Regions from separate parts of the Mus musculus genome. Here region 2 is linked to region 1. The links are chromatin contacts, called in public HiChIP or PLAC-seq maps. All regions are on one chromosome and are shown on one strand. The core of a region is the stretch at or near the end of the contact, and the rest is flanking DNA. Distances in the headings are between cores, read along the strand shown. Region 1 has its middle 28 kb from the start of Olfr836. Region 2 has its middle 18 kb from the start of Olfr857.

Region 1 (3,577 bases), core at 417-2,916:
TAATGGCTGAGTAGTACTCCATTGTGTGAATGTATCGCATTTTCTGTATTCATTTCTCTGTTGAGGTACACCTGGGCTGTTTCCAGCTTCTAGCTCTTATAAATAAGGCTTCAATGAACATAGTGGAGCATGTATCCTTGTTATATGTTGAGCATCTTTTGGGTATATGCCTAGGAGTTGTAGCATTATGTCCAATTTTCTGATGAACTGTCAGACTGATTTCCAGAGTGGTTGTACCAGCTTGCAATCCCACTAGCAATGAAGGAGTGTTTCTCTTTCTCCAGATCCTCGCTAGCATCTGCTGTCACCTGTCACCTGAGGGTTTTTTTTTTTTTTTTTTTTTTTTTTTTTTTATCTTAGCTGTTCTGACTGGTGTGAGGTGGAATCTCAGGGTCATTTGATTTGCATTTCCCTGATGACTAACAATATTGAACATTTCTTTTAAGTGCTTCTAAGATTCAAGATTCCTCAGTTGAGAATTCTTGGTTTAGTTCTGCACCTCATTTTTAAATAGGGTTATTTGGTTCTTTGGAGTCCAATTTCTTAAGTTCTTTGTATATTTTGGATATTATCTCTGTATTGGGTATAGGGTTGGTAAAGATCTTTCCCCAATCTGCGGATTGCCACTTTGTTCTATTGATATTGTTCTTTGCCTTACAGAATCTTTTCAATTTTATGAGATCCCATTTGTTGATTGTTGATCTTATAGCATAAGCCACTACTGTTTTGTTCTGGAAATTTTCTCCTGTGTCAATGTGTGTGAGGCTCTTCACCACTTTCTCTTCTATTAGATCCAGTGTATCTGGTTTTATGTGGAGGTCCTTGATCCACTTGGGCTTGAGCTTTGTACAAGGAGATGTGAATGGGTCAATTTGTATTCTTCTACACGTTTGCTTCCACATAAGTCAGCACCATTTGTTGAATATGCTGTGTTTTTGTTATTGGATGATTTTACCATCTCCGTTGAAGATCAAGTGACCAAAGGTGTGTGGGTTGATTTCAGGATCTTTAATTCTATTTCATTTATGTACCTGCCTGTCTCTGTACCAATACCATGTTGTTTTTATCACTATTATTCTTCAGTAGAGCTTGAGTTCAGGGATGGTGATTCCCCCATAAGTTCTCTTATTGTTGTTGAGAATAGTTTTTGCCAGCCTGGGTTCTAAGTTTTTTCCAAATGAATTTTAGAATTGTTCTTTCAATGTCTGTAAATGTGCTGGAATTTGTTGAGAATTTCATTGAAGCTGTAGATTCAATGCCCTCAAAGGAGCAGCCTTTGGGATAGCAGTGGCTGCTTTGCGGGTTTGGAGGATAGTCCAAACAATGAGGGTCAGAAAGTGGTTAGAAGGGGGAAGATCTATGGGATCTGTAGAAGATTGGAACAGGAATCAGAGAAGGCAGGCTGTGAGAGACTAACCCATGGAAAACTAGGTCCCACAGTTACTCTCACCCTAAAGATCCAGCTGACCCTTTGAAGAGAATTATGTGACCCCCTCCTTCATTGCCTCCACCTGGTGCCTGAGACTGCCAGCTTCACTCCCTCCTTCACTTGGCGCCTAGAGCTGCTTAGATTAAGGCAGCTTCACCTCTTCTTCCATGTCTCTGTTTGGTGCCTGAGACTATTTATGGCACTCCAAGATAAACTGCAGAAAGTTTGAAGGCCGCCAGGGACAGTTTTAGGGCCAACATTCCAAGATAAGCTGCAAGAAGCCTGTAATCAGCATCCAGCCCAGGTGCCCATCCCTTTCTCTGTATTTTATTATGCCCCCTCGACCCCTCCCTATTTTCTCTCACTGTGTGCTTATAATCAGGCTCCTAGCCTTCATTAAACAGACCTTGACAACTCTTTGTTTGGTCTCGCTTCCCTTTCTCTGCTCATTTCTCTTTCAGGCCCTGGTCCTTCTCCACCCATGGAATAACTAAGTCCTGCTGGATGGGACAGCAGGCAAACTGTATTGCTACAGTGTAGCCTCCCTCAGCCTTGAAGCAGGCTGATCCAGACTTTGACCTTGCTGCCACTAAGAAGGAGATTACCTAGGGTGGAGCCTTCTGACCTAGATGGCTCTATTGTTCTGTCACCAGCCACTGCTCTTCTCCAAGACACTGCTACCTGCTGAGAGGCCCCTGAGGTATTCTGGAGGAACATCCTATCCTGCATGTCACCTGCAGGCTGGCTCCAGATACCAAGAATGGAATGTGGGGGGTGGGAGTGGTTGGGCCTTCCCTCTTATAAGCACCATCTCTCAGTAAACTCGCAGGAACAGGAATGTTGTCTGGTCTCCATTAATTTCTCTCACAGTCTAAGTCTCTATCAGCCCCAGCCTGCCTTCCAGGTGTACCCAGTTCATTTAGGGAACGGGCTGACATACAACAGATTGGCGCCTGAACAGCGACGATCTGGAGACATTGGCAATGGTGAGAAAACACTGAGGGAACTGCTGTCTTGTATGGAGCTCCAAGAGAAGGAAAGAATCACAGGATCTTATCGAGCACAGTGAGCAACAGGTATTTATGCTAGCATGGCTTTAAACTTCATTTTTAAAAAGTGTTGCTGGAGGTGCGATAGGATAGGGACTAAGTTGGAACATTGCTGACCTGGCGCCGGGTCCACTTAGGGTTCGACAGCGAAGGACTAGAAACTTTGAATCAGGTGGTTATCCGCAGCTTTCAAAAGCTGTTTCAGGTGAGAGGAATAGGGTTTAAAATAATGAAACAGGCAGTTGTCCGGAGTTGAGAACTGCATCAGGCTAGAGGAATAGGGTTTAAAATAATAAAATAAAATAAAATAAAATAAAATAAAATAAAATAAAATAAAATAAAATAGAGGAAAATGGATTTTGAAACTCTCCCAGAGACAGAAAGAAAATCAAAGGATGCCCTGCTATATTCTCTGTGGCTCTACAGCAGAAGTTCTCTGCCCTCTTTGTGTTGTCTAATGTCTGGTGCACTGGTTCATTTACATGTTGATTCATGAGCGTTTTGTCTTGTTGTCTGAATGACTAAATGTTCTGTGTTTCATGTTGGAAAATAAAAATGGCTAAGACTTTATCTGTTGGTTCCACAAAGCCCAAGAGTGGCCATACTTTGGCCAGAGATCAGGCACAGCAGGGGATCCACTGCTGGAAAAAGATGCTTTCAAAGAAAGGGAGTCTGCAGCTTCTTAGTTTGGAGGCAAAAAAAGCTGATAGTTGTTTCTTTCCTAGAAAATTCTCTGCAATCATGATTATTGTGTTTAGCAAATGGCAAAGTGCTTTTTACCTTATAATTATAGCTAGAAAAAGTAAAATTCTTTGATTGGTCTAAATTTATAAGACTTGTGTAGCCACTGTCTTTTTACTGGTCTTAAAGGTGTAATATTGGTAGCAAGACAGCTTTAAATTGGTGGCTCAGGTTTGGAGTCTTTCCAACACATGGCATAAAGCAGGCCAAAAAAACTAGGCCTCTAAGGATACTTCTAATGAGATAATATTTAATGTGATTCTTATCCTAAAAGGTATACTTAAAGATAAGATTTAAAATGATGTCTCTTTAATGAAGCATTAAAATTTGCACTGTCATGCGTTCATAGGTATAAATT
Region 2 (3,577 bases), core at 392-2,891, 600 kb after region 1:
TCACTTAATGTGCCTCAACATTGTTCCCATACCTCCAACTTTTCATATTGTAGTTTCAATACCAAAGAGGTGTATCTCTTTTTGGTGTTACATGAAACACGAGAGATGGAGTCTTGACAATCAGGTATGGATTCATCCATGAATGTTAACCAAGGCTATTAATATGTGTCTACTATCAAAACCATCATTGAGAAAAAAAATTATTTGTAACATCAAATGTCAGGAACTAGAGCTGGCATCAATAGAGTGCTTCAGTTATTAAACAGGATACTTATGATAGTACAGTTGAACTTGCCCAAAATTTTCAATTAGTCACAACCCAGAGAGGAATGTTTACAGGGACAACTTGTCTCACAGGTTATCTGCCTACCCTGAAGAAAATAATTCCAGGACAGAGAGATCACACATCTTCACATAGCCTTCATAACTTCTTCAACTTCCTCTTTCCAAAGCACATCCACTACCCCTATAGAGTGACTGAGCCAGCTTTTACCTCTTTGAGGCTTCCCTATTTCCCATTGTAGAGAGGCAGCCGTGCATGTGCAAATAAACACTGTCACCTATTAAATTCAGAATATAGCTTCTTTTTGTCTTTTTTATGGTGCCTCAGAAAATTGAATAGATAAAATGGATTATGGGGTAAATGTGACACTACTGAGATTTAAGTCTTGTATTGAAATTCTGGAATCCAAATGGTAAAAGGAGAGAATACACTTTGGCAAGTTGTTTTATGTTATGAACATGTCTGAATAGCATTTTGTTGCGAGCCATCCAGTGGCTCACAAGGACAGGTACACCTGAATAGCAGGCTGGTGCTGAAAGAGAGGGAAACTAGGCAACAAGAGGAAGATGGAACCAAGACAATGTTATGATCAAGGTTCAAATTTTTAATGGCAGACACACTTTAAAAAAGGGGAGGGGGGAGTCCATTCCTGCCAATTCATCCTTGGACCCGGGAACCAGCTGCAGGTGATGACGTGCAGGAAAAGGCATAGTCTCTGGAATGCTCTGGGGCCTCTCAGCAGGTAGCAGTATCTTGAAGAGGAACAGCAGCAGTGGCAGAACAATAGAGTGATCTAGGGAAGAAGGCTCCACCTTAGATAATCTCCTTAGTGGCAACAAGGTCAAGTTCTGGCTTAGCCTGCTTCAGGCTTATGGGAGGCTACATCTCCTCCCTGTTATTAATATTAAAAAAAATAGCTGGACTGAGGCATAAAATTTATTTATGCTCCATAGTCCTGCCTGGGAATTATGATGTCTGGCGGCTGTCTTTGCCTTAGGATCTCAGATCCTCTTAAACAATCCAATTCTGTCATCGGAAGTTACATGCAGCTAGTTTGTGTTATAATTCACACAAACATGGCTCTGTGGTGTAATATCAATGACCACTGCCTTTTGGCATGTACCCTTGTCTTAGATTGGTATGATCCGGAATCTGGTTGCCCGTCATTGACTAACCGGCCCTCATAGCGCACCTTATTCCCAAATCAGACCAAAGCCACAATGTATACTTAGAATTCTTGATGAAAATTAATAACTGCCACCTGCGTGCTATTGGGGGCAGGGATGCACGCCTGTTGCAGTCAGGCTGTAGGGCGTTGACTGACCTGCTTGAAAAGAAAGTCTAAACAGTGAAAGGCACAGTACAAAAGCTTCTTTTGGGAAAGTCCAGGTACTCCATTCAATTGCAAATTAGCAAGGATCAGGATAGACTTATAGCTCTCGGTGTGGGGGAGGTGACTTTGAGAATTGCAGAAAGGCTTACAGCTTCCCTGGGAGTGGAGGCTGTGCTTTAATTTAACGTTTTGGCTAAAGAGGATTATTAGCCATAATCAAGGTTAGAGTCATACTTACTAGAAAATTCAGGATCTGTGTCCAGTTGACAAACTAATCTCTCAGGCAGCCATCACACTCCATCTTCTTTTTGTGAAAAAACACAGACTGAGCCCCTTCCCCAGATTAGGACCAGGTCTAGATCCTTCCATTCATTAGTAAATGGGTCCCCCCACTTTACCATGGCATAGAACTAGGAGTAACTGGATGCCAGTGGCGATCTGCTGCAGACTGATCTTTAATAATTAGGTTGCAAAAAATTTAGAACAAATAAAGCTAAAACAAGATGTGCCTTTGGTGACCTTGGGGGATATAATTGCTCCTGTTTTGTTTTTAAAAGCCAATTTTTTAAAGTGTGATGAGCAAGTTCAACTATTCCTTGTCCCATGGGGTTATAAGGAATTCGAGTTTTATGTTTGATGCCAAATTCTTTACAAAATGAAGTAAAATTTTTACTAGAATAGGATGGCCCATTATCTGTCTTAATAAGTTTAGGCAATCCCATGGCATTAAAGGCTTGTAGGCAATGATCAATTACATTTTTGGAGGCTTCTCCAGTATGCAGAGAAGCAAAAAGAAATCCTGAACAAGTATCAATACAAACATGTATATATGTTAATTTTCCAAATTCTGCATAATGAGTTACATCCATTTGCCAAATATGATTAAGCATAAGACCTCATGGATTAACTCCTAAATGTGGCACTGGTGATAATGTAATACATTTAGGACATTGTTTTACAATCATTCTTGCCTGCTCCTTAGTGATCTTATGTCGGAGCCTTAAGGTATGGCTAGAGAGATGAAATTTTTCACGATCACGTTTGACCAAAGCAACAGGATCTGAAATTAAGGCTTGTATTAGAGCTCTGTCGATGCAATCATTGCCTTCAGCTAAAGGTCCAGGAAGACCAGAATGAGCTCATATGTGGCCAATATAGAACGGGTGTTTTCGAGCAAGAATGATGTTTTGCAATTGTGAAAACAGAGATCCTCCTGGGGTATTAAAGTTAAAAGTACCACAGGTCTCCAATAAGGGTACCGATTGTGCAACATATAAACTATCAGTAAAAATATTAAAAGCCTCATGCACAGACTGAAAGACATTCCATACTGCTGTTAATTCTGCTAATTGAGCTGAGAGGCCAGGAGTCTTTATGATTACCTGCTGATTATTAATAAGAAATCCAGTTCTCCCTTTAAAGGAGCCATCAGTAAAAATCAATAGAGCATTATATAAAGGCTGTAAGGAAGTCATTTTAGGAAATATCACCTCATGTACATTTAAAAATTTTATCAACCTATCTTGAGGGTAGTGGTTGTCTATAGTTCTGTTAAACCCTATTTGAGCAAGCAACAAATCTGTACTATGCTGTTTCAGCCAAGTTTCTTGACTTACATTGTAAGGCTGAACAATAATATCTGGCTCTTTGCCAAAATAAGTTAGTGCCTGCTTCCTTCCAATGATAATCATCTGGGCTACTGCTTCATAATATGGCTAGATATTGCATTTAGGAGAAATCCTTGAATGTATCCACATTAGAGGAGACTTTTGCCATAGCAATCCTGTAGGCACATGAATCGTATTAAAAATTAACAGGTGTAATGGCAAAGAGTAATCTATATAAGTGGCAAATTGCTCTTCAATAGCTTTTTCCACTTGTTTTAAGGCCAGCAATCGTTCTAAGGTTAGGGATCTAGGGGAGGTAGGATCAGAACTCCCTTTAAGAATATCAAATAAAGG

What was found. HiChIP or PLAC-seq counts read pairs in DNA pulled down with a chosen protein or histone mark.
Region 2: a contact with region 1 is called in an H3K27ac HiChIP or PLAC-seq map of embryonic stem cells, with 4 times the contacts expected there. The contact joins two enhancer-like sites. A contact is called at or near these places in 2 of 115 datasets of contacts at active chromatin or transcription factors (both in embryonic stem cells) and 1 of 9 other capture datasets (embryonic stem cells).

The regions. Positions count from the first base shown.
Region 1 is chr9:19,091,390-19,094,966 of GRCm38.p6, forward strand. No RefSeq gene overlaps it. Among named protein-coding and RNA genes, the nearest start is that of Olfr836, 28 kb to the right of the region's middle. Within about 2 kb of position 1,667, at least 16 of the 459 cell types and tissues checked have an H3K27ac peak or open chromatin away from gene starts, as enhancers often do. A contact at or near this core is called in embryonic stem cells, where this site is marked.
Region 2 is chr9:19,693,515-19,697,091 of GRCm38.p6, forward strand. No RefSeq gene overlaps it. Among named protein-coding and RNA genes, the nearest start is that of Olfr857, 18 kb to the right of the region's middle. Within about 2 kb of position 1,642, at least 8 of the 459 cell types and tissues checked have an H3K27ac peak or open chromatin away from gene starts, as enhancers often do. A contact at or near this core is called in embryonic stem cells, where this site is marked.